Regions from separate parts of the Mus musculus genome. Here region 2 is linked to region 1. The links are chromatin contacts, called in public HiCAR-type maps. All regions are on one chromosome and are shown on one strand. Each heading gives the region's core, a stretch centred on a gene start, on an enhancer-like site or on the middle of the called end of the contact. The rest is flanking DNA. Distances are from core to core; before and after follow the strand shown.

The links. HiCAR-type assays count read pairs that join an accessible place to other places.
Region 2: a contact with region 1 is called in a HiCAR-type map of astrocytes, with 6 times the contacts expected there. The contact joins the promoter of Mmp16 here to the promoter of Osgin2 in region 1. A contact is called at or near these places in 1 of 484 Hi-C or Micro-C datasets (uterus) and 2 of 115 datasets of contacts at active chromatin or transcription factors (astrocytes and forebrain).

Annotation. Positions count from the first base shown.
Region 1 is chr4:16,011,456-16,017,565 of GRCm38.p6, forward strand. It overlaps Osgin2 (oxidative stress induced growth inhibitor family member 2), which reads right to left and starts at 2,433. Exons shown (of 6, transcript NM_145950.5): 1 at 2,232-2,433. The coding sequence starts at 2,275.
Region 2 is chr4:17,850,643-17,856,752 of GRCm38.p6, forward strand. Mmp16 (matrix metallopeptidase 16) reads left to right here and starts at 2,650. Exons shown (of 11, transcript NM_001379519.1): 1 at 2,650-2,845; 2 at 3,004-3,210. The coding sequence starts at 3,079.

The sequences.
Region 1 (6,110 bases), core at 1,183-3,682:
CTCTGCTATAAAGTTCCTCGTAGTAGGCTTTCTAAGCAAAAATGGCAGGAGCATAGTGGCCAGAGGACGTAGATTCTAGGACAGGGCACAAGATTGGTCTGGGATTCTGTCAGGTCAACATTCAAGGTCCCATCAAATCTGAGGGAAGCAGTGACAGAAGACAGTCTGACCTATCATCCTATTTAAGTTAGTGTAAATTGGGTGTTCAATGTTGAGATTTCTATAACAGATGTCACAGATGGCCCCATTATCTACCACGAAGGTACAATCAGAGTGCTCCATCCAGGGTGGTATGGATGGTGAGGATGGAATTGTAGGGCTCAACTACAGCAGTGGAAACTTTGGGGGGTTGAGTAATGTAGAACTCCAGCTTCAACTTCTTTTCATAACCAATAGAGAGCCACTCCATCAGCAGGGAGATGAATTCACAGCCTGATCCCCTGCCAAAGCCATGGAAAAAGGAGAAACCCTGAAGCTCTGTACACTGGTCAGCCAGTTTGAGAGTCCTGTCAAGACAAGGTTAATGATATCCTTGCCAATGGTGTAGTTGCCAGGGGCACAGTTATAGGCAGCATCTTCCTTGCCTGTGATGAGCTGAGCTGCTCAGGGTAGAAAAGCTGGCAGTAGGTACCAGTGCGCAATTCATCAATAGCTATGCATTCCAGGTCTACGATCACTGCCCAGGGCACATGCTTGCTAGTGCCTGTCTCACTGAAGGAGATCCTCAAAGAGTCATCTCTTCCCCAATGATCATGTCACTTGGCATGTGGCCATCAGGTTAGATGCCATTTTCCTAGCAGTAGAGCTGCCAGTAGGCATTTCCCATCTGGACATCAGCCTGGCCAACATTTATGGAGATGCACTCACACATGGATGCTACTTGAGGCTGCTGAATGAATGGGGGAAGACAAGGAAGCAGTACTTCTTATAGCTTGACTCTTAAAAGGTCTCTAATGATACATTTAACTATAATAATGTAGCAAACACGGTTTCTTCTCTCCCAACACTAAACTGTAGCAAACACTTTTCACTCCCTCCCCTAAATTTCTCTGCACAGAGATAAGAGGATGGATGGTATTTACCACATAGCCTCAGAGTAAGAATTCCAAGCTCTCCCCTTACCGCTCAACAGTACCCCAAAGGTGTCAGGAGACTTTCAGAGGGTTATTTTCTAAAAGAAATGTAGCTCCCCAAGAGGCTTCAAATTTTCACTCCAGCCTGCTTTTTACAATACTCAAAGTGGACGATGTGTACATACACAACAATCTGTCTAGAACATAGAATCCAGCAGTCTTTGGCATAAAACTTTTCTAGATCTAGAATTTAAAGTCTCCTTACAAACTCAGGAGGTTGGGCAGACCTAGGTCGTTGCTATTACAGCAGGAGTCTGATTTCTCTGCACCTCACATTCTTTTTTAACCTCTTCTGTGAAGGTTATTAAATACACACGACATTTATCTATATCACATAAAATAAGCTCTGTGATTTGTATTGATGACAGTCACAAATACTGTGACTTGTGGCTCACATTAGTAAAGAAAGCAATGTTAGTATTTTTAGAAATGATATTAATATCCTTTCCACCCAAGTTAATGTTTCACCTAAATTCTATGAGCCTCTATTAAACAAGTCTTTATCAGTTTATTCTGTAACATTCACACATGTAAAGCCAGTTCCCAGAGTCCTTACTAAACGTAACATTTCATCCCATCCAGTTTCTTGTACTTTTGATCTTATTCTGTAATTCCCCGAAGTGTTGGTCAATTGTTCTGAATCTAGAACATACGTTCATTCATCTTTGAAACTATTGTTTTTCTCACCGTAAGAAACTTTCATCATAATTTGAGTATAAAACTGCCACTTCCTAAATTTCTCCATTCTAACATGGCTTTACATCACTCATACCTTAGTAAGTCACGACCCACTGTCACTACATGACACATTCTTCTCCACTTCCCTTCAAGCCAGTAACTTATGTTATTAGATTTTTAAAAGATCAAAAATTCAAAGGAGGCTCTTCACAGATTTTCAAATTTACCATTTACATGTAACCGACTCACCGCCGGCCTAGCCACTCTCGCCGTCCTGTGACCCGCGCGGTCCAGGAACAAGAAGAGGGGACAAGAAAAGAGCGGGGTCCACGGAGCTCCGAGCAGCGCCGGCCCAGCGGGCGGCGGCCGAGGAGCACACGCTGCAGAGCCAGCTCCGACCCATCCCGGGGGGAAAGTCACCTGAAATGACCGGCCAGGGAGCAGCGGCAGCACCACACAGGCATGGAGAGCGGCTGCCGTCCTCCGGGAGGGCCGACCGCGGGCTGGTCCCGGCGCGCGCTCTGCCTGCACCGCGGCTCACAGGCGCGGGAGTCTGTCCCCGGCCAGCGGCTTCCGCTCCTCCCCGCCGGCGGCAGGGCGGCGCAGCGAGTGATGAGCGCCGCGCTGGGGGCGGGACCGGGCGCTGCGACGGCGACGCGCGGCTCCGCCCACCAGGTGCGGCGCGTGGACGAGGCCGCCGATTGGTGGAGTCGCGGCGAGGGGCGGGTCCACGGAGAGGGATGCGCAGGGCCGCGGCGCTGCGGTCCGGGTCCTCACGAGGCCTAGGCTCGGGGCTCGGGGTGCGTTCTCGGTGCCCGCTCTTGGGATTGCGGAGCAGAAGAGGGGAGGCTTCTACCTCAGGCCTGCGGGTCTCAGGGAAGTCCGGCCGCGAGAACCTACCTGAGCTCACGTCCTCGCACTGTCTCGGGTGCATCTGGCCTCGGCCCCCGCATCGCGGCCACCCAAAGACTCCCACAAACCTTAGGTGCTCCGGCCGCTCGCCTGGCGCTCCCCCTGGCCATGTTCAGCCTCCCTTCTTAAAGAGCGCCGCTCCACCATTCCCCGGACTGGGCAAGGCCTCACTCAGCCATGCAGAGACTAGTGGGGAAAGGGGCTGGGCCAGAAAAGATGTTTTGAGTCTCTCCAGGTGTCTTTGAGTCAGCACAGGGAGTGCATCCAACTTGGTATTTATCCAAAGTTAAAAGGTGAGGGTGGACACTGTCAGAGCGATTAATCACCTTAATTAATTAATTAATCTGCTCCGACAACGCCTTCACCCATCTCCGTTATTGGGGGGCGGAGGGGAGCAGTTAAAACACTTGTATGTTTATGTCTTTAAAAGAAATTCTCTTTAAGAATGTTGGTTGGAGTCTGCATTTTTTAAAAGAACTCATCCTGGCAGAACATTGGCCCATGCCTTAATTTCAGCCCTGGGAAAGCAGAGGCAGGTGGATCTCCATGAGTTCAAGTCTAGTTTGATCTACATAGGACAGCCAGGACTTTGTAGAGAGACCCTGTCTCAAAAAGAAAGAACTCAGCGTGCCTCCAGGATTCCATATCTAAAAGGTGTATTCACCGGATTTTAAAAATTGTTTTTCTCCTCTTTGAAAATAATGGCAGTATGAGCTCATTTTACGTTTAATGTGTTAACAGTTGTGAAGGAGAAAGGGAAGAAGAAGCTGCGTCTGCCGAGACATTGACTAGAACTGCATTATAGTGGGAAGCTTGGATTGCTGCAGGTCCATCCAGAGGCTAATTACCTTATCTAGGCTAGATCTAGCACTGCAGAACACTAGCTATTTGTCCAACTCTATGTGTGAACTAACGTCTTGTGACTAGAAGATTAAAAACTTTTTGGAATCTATTGACTAAACAGGCCACTAGCTTCCACCAACCAAAAGCTAAGAATGCAATAAGATAACACCCTGAGACTATAGTAACACTTCCCTCATCTTGCTGTACCTGTCTCTCTGGCGTGCTTTAATAAACTATAACAATGGATTTTACACTTACCTTGATTTCTTGTTCTGTGAAACTTCACAGAACTGCTTCCAGTTGGAACATGGAATTTGGGGTAGTTAAAATTGTTCCTGGCCTATAGCCACTAAAAATGGCTCCAGAATAATGTCTTCTTATTCTGTCTAAGAGGAAAGCTGTGGTTTTTTGCAATGTGATGTATAAGACTATGCTTTTTCTAATATTTATACCACTATCCCTTTATACATCTTTTCCCATTAGGTCTTTGTTTTAATTTGTAGGGAATTTTTTCATTTATATTGTTTTTTCAATGGTTGCAGAACAAAAACACCAGATTTCAAATTTACATTGGTTTGTATTTAATGTATTTTGAACAATTATTTTTGGTCTCTCGTGTACCGGGTGTGAGGGGCAGAAATGAGTACATGAGTGCAGATACATACAGAAACCACAGAGGTTATGGGGCAGAAATGAGTGTGTGAGTGCAGATACATACAGAAACCACAGAGGTTATAGAAGAATCCTGGAACAGAAGTTAGAGGCAGTTGGGAGCTCCCCAGTCTCTGTTCCTGGAACCCAACTCTGGCTTTCTGCAAAGCAATTATGTTCTTAATAGTTGAGCTCTCTCTCCAGCCCCTAATGGTTTGAATGTGTCAGAGCTGTAAGAAAACAAATTCCTAGTGTTTAAGCTTTCTGATCTGTAGTCTGGCAGTACAGCAGCCTGAGCCAAGATAGTGTATTTTCCCATTTTCTACAAACAAGTTTTTTAATCATTCAAAACAAACAGTTGCATTTTATATCATCTGGGCAAACCTAGTAATGATCATGCTATAAAAGCCAATAATTTGGTCATATAATACTCAGAACATTCCAGAGGAGAGTCTAGAAATGGTATTATTTTATAGTTTGAAGGTAGAAACCCTTTCAGATTTTTTAATCATCAAGATCATTGCTCTTTTGGTTCCATAAGCAGCTGTGCCTATCTCTGATGAAGCTAAAATTCTCTTCAGTTTTGGCCCTAGACAGGAAGTACTGTGTGGTCACTTCAATGATCACATACAAAACTGGGGGTGGAAGCTCTATTAAAGACTTCAGGTGAATATGAACTAGCCAGTATCCCCAGAGCTCGTGTCTCTAGCTGCATATGTAGCAGAAGATGGCCTAGTCGGCTGTCATTGGGAAGAGAGGTCCCTTGGTCTTGCAAACTTTATATGCCCCAGTACAGGGGAACGCCAGGGCCAAGAAGTGGGAGTGGGTGGGTAGGGGAGCAGGGCGAGGGGAGGGTATAGGGAACTTTCAGAATAGCATTTGAAATGTAAATGAAGAAAATATCTAATAAAAATTTGAAAAAAAAAGACTTCAGGTGAACAAAACTTCAGGTTTGTTTAAGGGACAGAAATCTAACAAAGAGGCTTCCCTCTTAAGTAAACCTTTTAAAGTTTTTGTTAATAGTACAACAATCCAGTTCAGCTGCAGAGAATTTACAGAAAAAGATCAAAATAACTTCATACATCATATTTTATAAGGGTTAGAATAAGAGAGCAAAAGAAGCCTAATGAGGGGTGAGATTCAGAAAAACTACCAAGCCACACAGTAAGATTCCATCGCTGTCTGAACAGAAAGCTGTGTGCCTACTTAGAAAGCTGCACCTGCACTCAGGCTACAGCTATGTCTGACATGCAGGATTTTAATGTGTTTTTTGTTTTCTCTGCTACAAAGTTGGTTTAGGAGGTCAGAACTTTGTTTCTTTGTTCAGTGTTACATAGCAGAATTTGGCTTGTGGTAAACTACACAGGTAACACCCAAGTTAACTCAACAGGGCTAAAGTTGGCTGTGTCTTGAACGAAATGGAAGGAATGAGCCAATTTAGAAGAGACATGTTTTACATGTCTTACATGTTTTATAGCTTATAAACTCAATATGTGGGCATCATTTGCAGTATTATAAGATTAGAGAAAAAACAAAAATTGAGGCACCTCATGTGACAAAATTTTTAAAATAAATTTTAGAAAATGAGAATAGAAGATGTTGGAAGAAATGCATAATAAGAAAGAGTAGGAGTAGCAGGGGGTGGTGGAGCACACCTTTAATCCCAGCACTCGGGAGGCAGAGGCAGGCAGGTCTCAGAGTTCAAGGCCAGCCTGGTCTATACAGGGAGTTCCAGGACTATATAGAGAGTCCCTGCCTTGAAAAACAACAGACAAAACAGAAGGAAGAGGATAAAGGAGTTGTGAGAATTTTGGTTTCTTTGAAAAACACAGAAGTACTATAAGAATATGTTTTCATTTTAATTCCATGTGTGAGATATGGGGTTGCTTTAGA
Region 2 (6,110 bases), core at 1,400-3,899, 1.8 Mb after region 1:
TTCATTATTCAGATTAATAAATGTTTGCAAGTAACTTCACTTTTTATTATTTTTAGTGTTTATTCATTTATTAACTCCTGTCGTGAAAATCCATTTTTTCCATAAGTTTATTATTTGAAGACTTCTGAGTTCATTCCATGTGTTCAGTCATTCTAATTTGATTGCTTTTGAAATTTTGTGTTATAATCTCTTTATAATCTGTTTGTTCCCATACCAAATCTCATGAATAATTTTAAAGATTCCCTTCTCTTTATATGTATTTACATTTATCTGACTGGTATCTTATCTACATATATGATGCACCCTTTACATACTTCCACACTTAAACGTCCCTCTTTCTTCCTTGCAAATTTTCTTAGAGAAATCCCTCACCCTCTCCTCCACTTCCTTGATAACTGTCCTCTAATATTCTGGCTCATTTAGCAAGTCCTTCACAAATTAGAGTTCTTTCCACAAATATTTCTTTTGGAAATGTGTATCAGTGTTTCCACAGCACCTATATGACTAAGAAATGTTTTAAAGCTGTCCAAATTTGCATCTTGTTAGATATAGTGGCATACAAAAATGTTTGTGTGTGTGTGTATGTGAACATGAATGTGCACATGCCATGTCAACAATGTCATTGAAATGGCAAAGGAGAATACCAAGAACCCATCTCTATTGCAAACCACTCTAATACCTTGAAAGATTCTCTCATGAACTTACAGTTCTAGGATTTTCTTTCAGCTTGACCAGAGGCAAGCAAGTCCCAACAATATATACAAGATCATAGATATTGTGAAAATTCAATGAAATACTATGATGGGAAATATTAAGCAAATTTAACTGGTTCCAGTATGTGGCCTAGCTTCTTAATATGTCTTCACCACCCAAATAAACACACACACACACACACACACACACACACACAAATATTCACACACACACACACACACACACACACACACACACACACACACACACACACACACACACTCACACACTCACACACACATACACACCATGGCAGATTGTTAGAAAGGGCTCCCTGAGCTCAACTCAAGATGCTGGGTACATGCTCCACAGGTTTTAGCAAAGCAGTAACAAGAAACTTCTAGTCTTCAGCCCCTCCTCCACTCTCCAAATTTCATATACAAATTATTACTGTTGAATGCAATGTTTGGAAAGCTATTTTTTTCCCAACATTTTCCATCTGTTTACTAAATGTGACCTCCTGTGTTCTACTTCTTGCTTTACTGACTGACCATGAAATACATCTTGTCAGTTCTCTTTCCCATTTTGCCTAGGCAGCTGTCAGGTACCTGGAACAATGCTGGCCTTTGCTTTGGCTGCTTTTCCCTCCTGTGGGCTCCTCTCTTCCCCTCTACTGGCTGCCAAGGAGAAGCACATTTATTGGCCAGGCCCCCAGACAGATGCCTGCCCTACTCCCTTCCCCCTTTCTCTCCAGCCAGAAGTCACCTGCCAAGGGCTGGTGTTTGCTGCCTCCCCTGTCCACCTCCTCACACTGCTTCTGTTCAGCTCCATTTTTGCACCCTCTTCTGAAGTTCTCTGGTTTTGTTTGCCAGCCTGGCATACCAGCAGTCTCCAGCTAGCTCCTGCAGTTCTCTGGGCTCTGGATTCCCTTCAGACCCCCAGGCCTCTCTAATTTGCCCCCAGCATGCTGCCCATGTCAGCTGTTCACATTCATAATCCCCATTACCACCTTTGAGGTGGTGAGTGCTCCCACTTTCCTCAGCTTCTATCCATGTTCTACTGCTGTCTTCTCTCCAGTGACTCAACCTTTTTTCTCAGATGTAGTAAAGACCACATCTTTGGAACCCCTGCATTTTGATGAGTGTTTACCACTCATTTGATGAGGGTAGTTTCATTCTGGCTTTGACTGGTCTCCTACCAAAAACCTGTGCCTATTTCCTGAGCCTATAATGTTTCTGTATAATGTTTCTCCTGGGAGACAGGAGGCCACAGACTTAAGGGACCCTAACAAAGTTTTTGATGGCAGAAATTTGCCATCTCGGTCTTACAAACTTGGTGAGTCTGGATAACTGACCCAGACTACCAAGCACCACACAGGAACCTGGGTGTACTCCTGATTTCCAGCACTAGGGATCTTTTTGAACATCTTTAACTAAGATGCTGAATACCCTTCAGGACCAGGCCCAGACTGCTCCTCAGCTTCCACACGGGTCCACAGCCCAAGCCCCACCCAAGTTCTGGTTGGGGAGGGGCGCACTTGTTTTTAGATGCCTGGGCAAGGGGCAAGAGAGGTGTAGCAAGAATCGATTTTCTCTAGTGCTAGGTACCAGACATCTAGATGAGGGACAGGTAATAGGGAAAAAGAAGAGTTCGTCACGAACTAGGGCCTTTCGCAAGGGCCCGGTACCCAATCCAGTGTACCAGTATCTAAAAGGCATCCTTGAGTCTTCTCCTTTAAGAAGCGCGCCTGCGTGTGTTTCGGGTGAGTGAGTATGTGTGTGTGTGTGTGTGTGTGTGTGTGTGTGTGTGTGTGTGTGTGTGTGTGTGTGTGTATGGCCGAGCGCGTGCGCGCGCGTGTGTGGTTTGAGTGTGTGTGCGCGCGGGGCCCCCAAGATCCCCGCAGACCCCGGGAAGGAGGAGTTATGTAGATTACCGATGAACATTCTGGAGGGGAGCAGAGAGGAGGGAAGGAGCAGTGGAGGCAGTGAGCTGGGAGCGGCTGAGGCCCTTCCCGCAGAAACTGGGGGCACCGGCGGCGTAGGAGGTGGAGAAGGCGGAGGACGCACGGGCTGGAGGCGGCGGCTGCGACTCGGCGGCGCTGGGAATCGGAACCGCGGGTGAACTTGGGCGCCACGTTCCGGGCGACGGCCGGGTGAGGATGGTGAACACTTGCCGCCGCTGACCCTGCCTTTCCTCTGTTTCTCCCCGGCTGCCGAGCCTGGCGCCCATCCCCATCCCTGGACGGGTGGGTGAACCTGCAAGCTTTTACCCACCCCAGGACTGGATTTTTTTTTTTTTTCTTTTTAAAAGGAAACAGGGAGTGGACATTCGGAAAGAGGGAGAAAACGCAGGGGAGCTCGTCCATCCGTTGAGGCACAGTTCACTATGATCTTACTCGCATTCAGCTCTGGAAGAAGGTTGGATTTCGTGCATCGTTCGGGTGTGTTTTTCTTGCAAACCTTGCTTTGGATTTTATGTGCTACAGTCTGCGGAACGGAGCAGTATTTCAATGTGGAGGTAAGAGTACCATGCTTCCATCCTCTTGCTCGGCTGCTCCCTGGAACCTTTCCTTCACTTCTTGGATCCTTGAGGCTCAAAGCACATTGTTTCTCTTTCCAGTCAGCAACCAAAACCCTTGTTGAGTTTGCCAGGGTTCTAAGTGATGGATGCCTGGAGACCAACAATCCGTTATCCCCAGCTGCACAAAGCACCATGCTGCACGCTCAGAGACACATTGTAGCAGACCGGTGCTGCTTAGCCAGGAAAGAGGCAAAGCTCTATGTAGAGCAAATGTGTAGTTTTATAAGAAAGCTTGAGTTTATGCTGCATACATAGCTAGGGAAACCACATTGATGGTTGGCATCATGTGCCTGGGTATTGTTCCTGCAATATTTCTCCTTGTGGTCTGTGTCTAACAAAGGGAGGTAAAAATCAAAGAATCCAAGGAGAGTATGGGAATACTTGATATGCTTAATAACATCACTTTGTGATAAAACACTCAAGCAGACAGTGTCTTTCTATTAGACCTAACTTAATACGCTGTAACTAGATCTAACTGTACAGAGCACATGAAATCTATCTCCTCTAAGAGCCTACTCTCTCTCTCTCTTCCCAAGAGACTGGAAATAAATGTGGCCCCTTCTAATAGTTTGGAGTTGTGTTTTAAATTTGATTTCACACTGACATGACAAAGCCTAGACATCTTTGGTTGCCATTTGTTTTCCTGTGGTGCCTTTGGGAGCATATAGCAACAGCAGTGGGCAACTTAAGGAGAAGGACTTGTCAGACCTTCGTGAAAGTGCTCTTCCTGTCATCAACTGAGCTCTAAAGCTGGTCATGTGCAGTGAGTCGAGAAAAGCTGTGCACACCTGGGCTTTTTGTTGCACAGTTCCTTACACTAAAATTGCACTTAAGGTGGGGGGTGTGGGAGGGTCTGGGTAACACAAACTTCCCGTAGTTATCACAGCTTTATATATCTCAAAAAGAATTACCAGTGAATTAGCACCGATTGGTGTGGTTCTTTGCGGTTGCAAAGAACTGGCTCTTGTTCCTATTGTGTTAGGAGCTCCTGTTTACACAATAGTTGGACCTGTTGCACACGGTTTGAACATGCTTCATGGAACCAATTTATAAGCAAAGTGTTCATAATAAGTGCCAGGTGTGGAGGTAGAGTCTTCTATGGACTGTACTTTGGACTCCATATAACGGGGCAGAAGCAACGTATTTGAAAAAGTAAAAGCCAACATCACAGGAATTAAGGAAGTTTGCAGATGTTAAGTAGGGATATGTTTTAAAGAAACCACAATTTGAAAACCACACAATGGATTTTTTTTTTTTTTACATAAAAGCAGCAATGGAAAGCAGCTGAAGGTCCAGACTTTTCTGGATGACAAAGTTGAACTTTTGGAATTAGCTGTCATTATGGATTGTGTACTAACATTTAAATGAGTAGATAATTTAATTGCAATAGAGGAATGACTAGTTCATAGGCTGAAGGAATGAAACTGGCAAGCTGTTGTTAGTAATGCTATATACAGAACAGGCTGTTGCTTGGTGGTAGAGGATACTGTGATGTGGGGTGAGGCATAGTAAGTCCTGGTTAGCATCTTGCTTCCTGTGAGAATCTGAGGCTGAGTGGATAGCTGCCTGCTAGGAGAACTCTTAACTTACCATTGCAGGATTAAATGACATCAATGTTTTGATGATTATTAGGTTTGTTTTGTGAGGCTAAATCTAGGTTAGATTGTATTACTTTATATTGGAATCTCTCAGTCAGTTCAACCGGATATTGTTACCTGAAAGAGGTTGAGATACTTTTATAAAGATGATTTCTTCATTGCGTTTCAAATATCTCCTTCCATCTCTCAAGGTTTATGTGAAGAATAGTTTGCAGAGCCACTTTTCCAATTTTAGGGCATTTGAGTTATTTCAACCATGCTTATTAAACAATTCAAAGATTTAGCTGACAGATGAAAGAGTCATGTGCCCTCTGAGACCTTAGTAAGCTTACTTAACACAAAGGGACTTTTCTAATGATTTATAGGAGATTGTGTTTCATAGTTTGCATTATTTCCAAATAGCTTTTTAAGCTCTTTAGCACTTCTTTGGTTAGATGTCTAGGCTTCACACACACACACACACACACACACACACACACACACACACACACACACACACACACACACACAAACACACACACACAGATTCACACACATGTGATATTATATCAAGTAGCTGATAGTAAAATCAAATTATCATACAGTATCTAAGATAATAGAACAATTTCTTACTTGTGTTTGTGCCTGATGAATATTTACTCGATATCTCTTTGTAATAGGAAATGCTAGCGGAAAGAATATTGCATTACTTTCCCAGAAGAAGCACTTGTACCCTACACTCTAGTCTTGGCTGCAAAACAGACACAAAAAGCATGCTTTATTCCATTGATTCTCAAAAGCAAGCCAAAAAACCAACCAAACCAAACCAAACCAAACCAAACCAACCAACCAACCAACCAACCAACCAAACAACCAAATATCCAGCAGTAGTATCAATCATGCTTTAGGCTCCTAGTATCCTGATTTTTTTTCCCTAATATATACACTAAGTTATTAAGTTGGACCAGAGCTTTGGAGAGATTCCATTCATGCTGACAACTAAGATTACAATGTTTTATTCATTGAAGAACTTAATTTTTGATCATTCCCATACTTTTTATTTGTATAATTTAAGGTTAAAAGGTGCCTGTATTGTTTTTTTTTTTTTTCTCCCTATAGAAGGGGTTGGGCAGAGGTATTCATGTCAATTAATTCCTGTCTGATTTTAAGAAAATAAAGATTTAGAATGTCCTATTTTTAGAATGGGTGGTAGAAAAAATAATATTCTTATGGAAGCCAGTGATAAAGGTATTTTTGTGT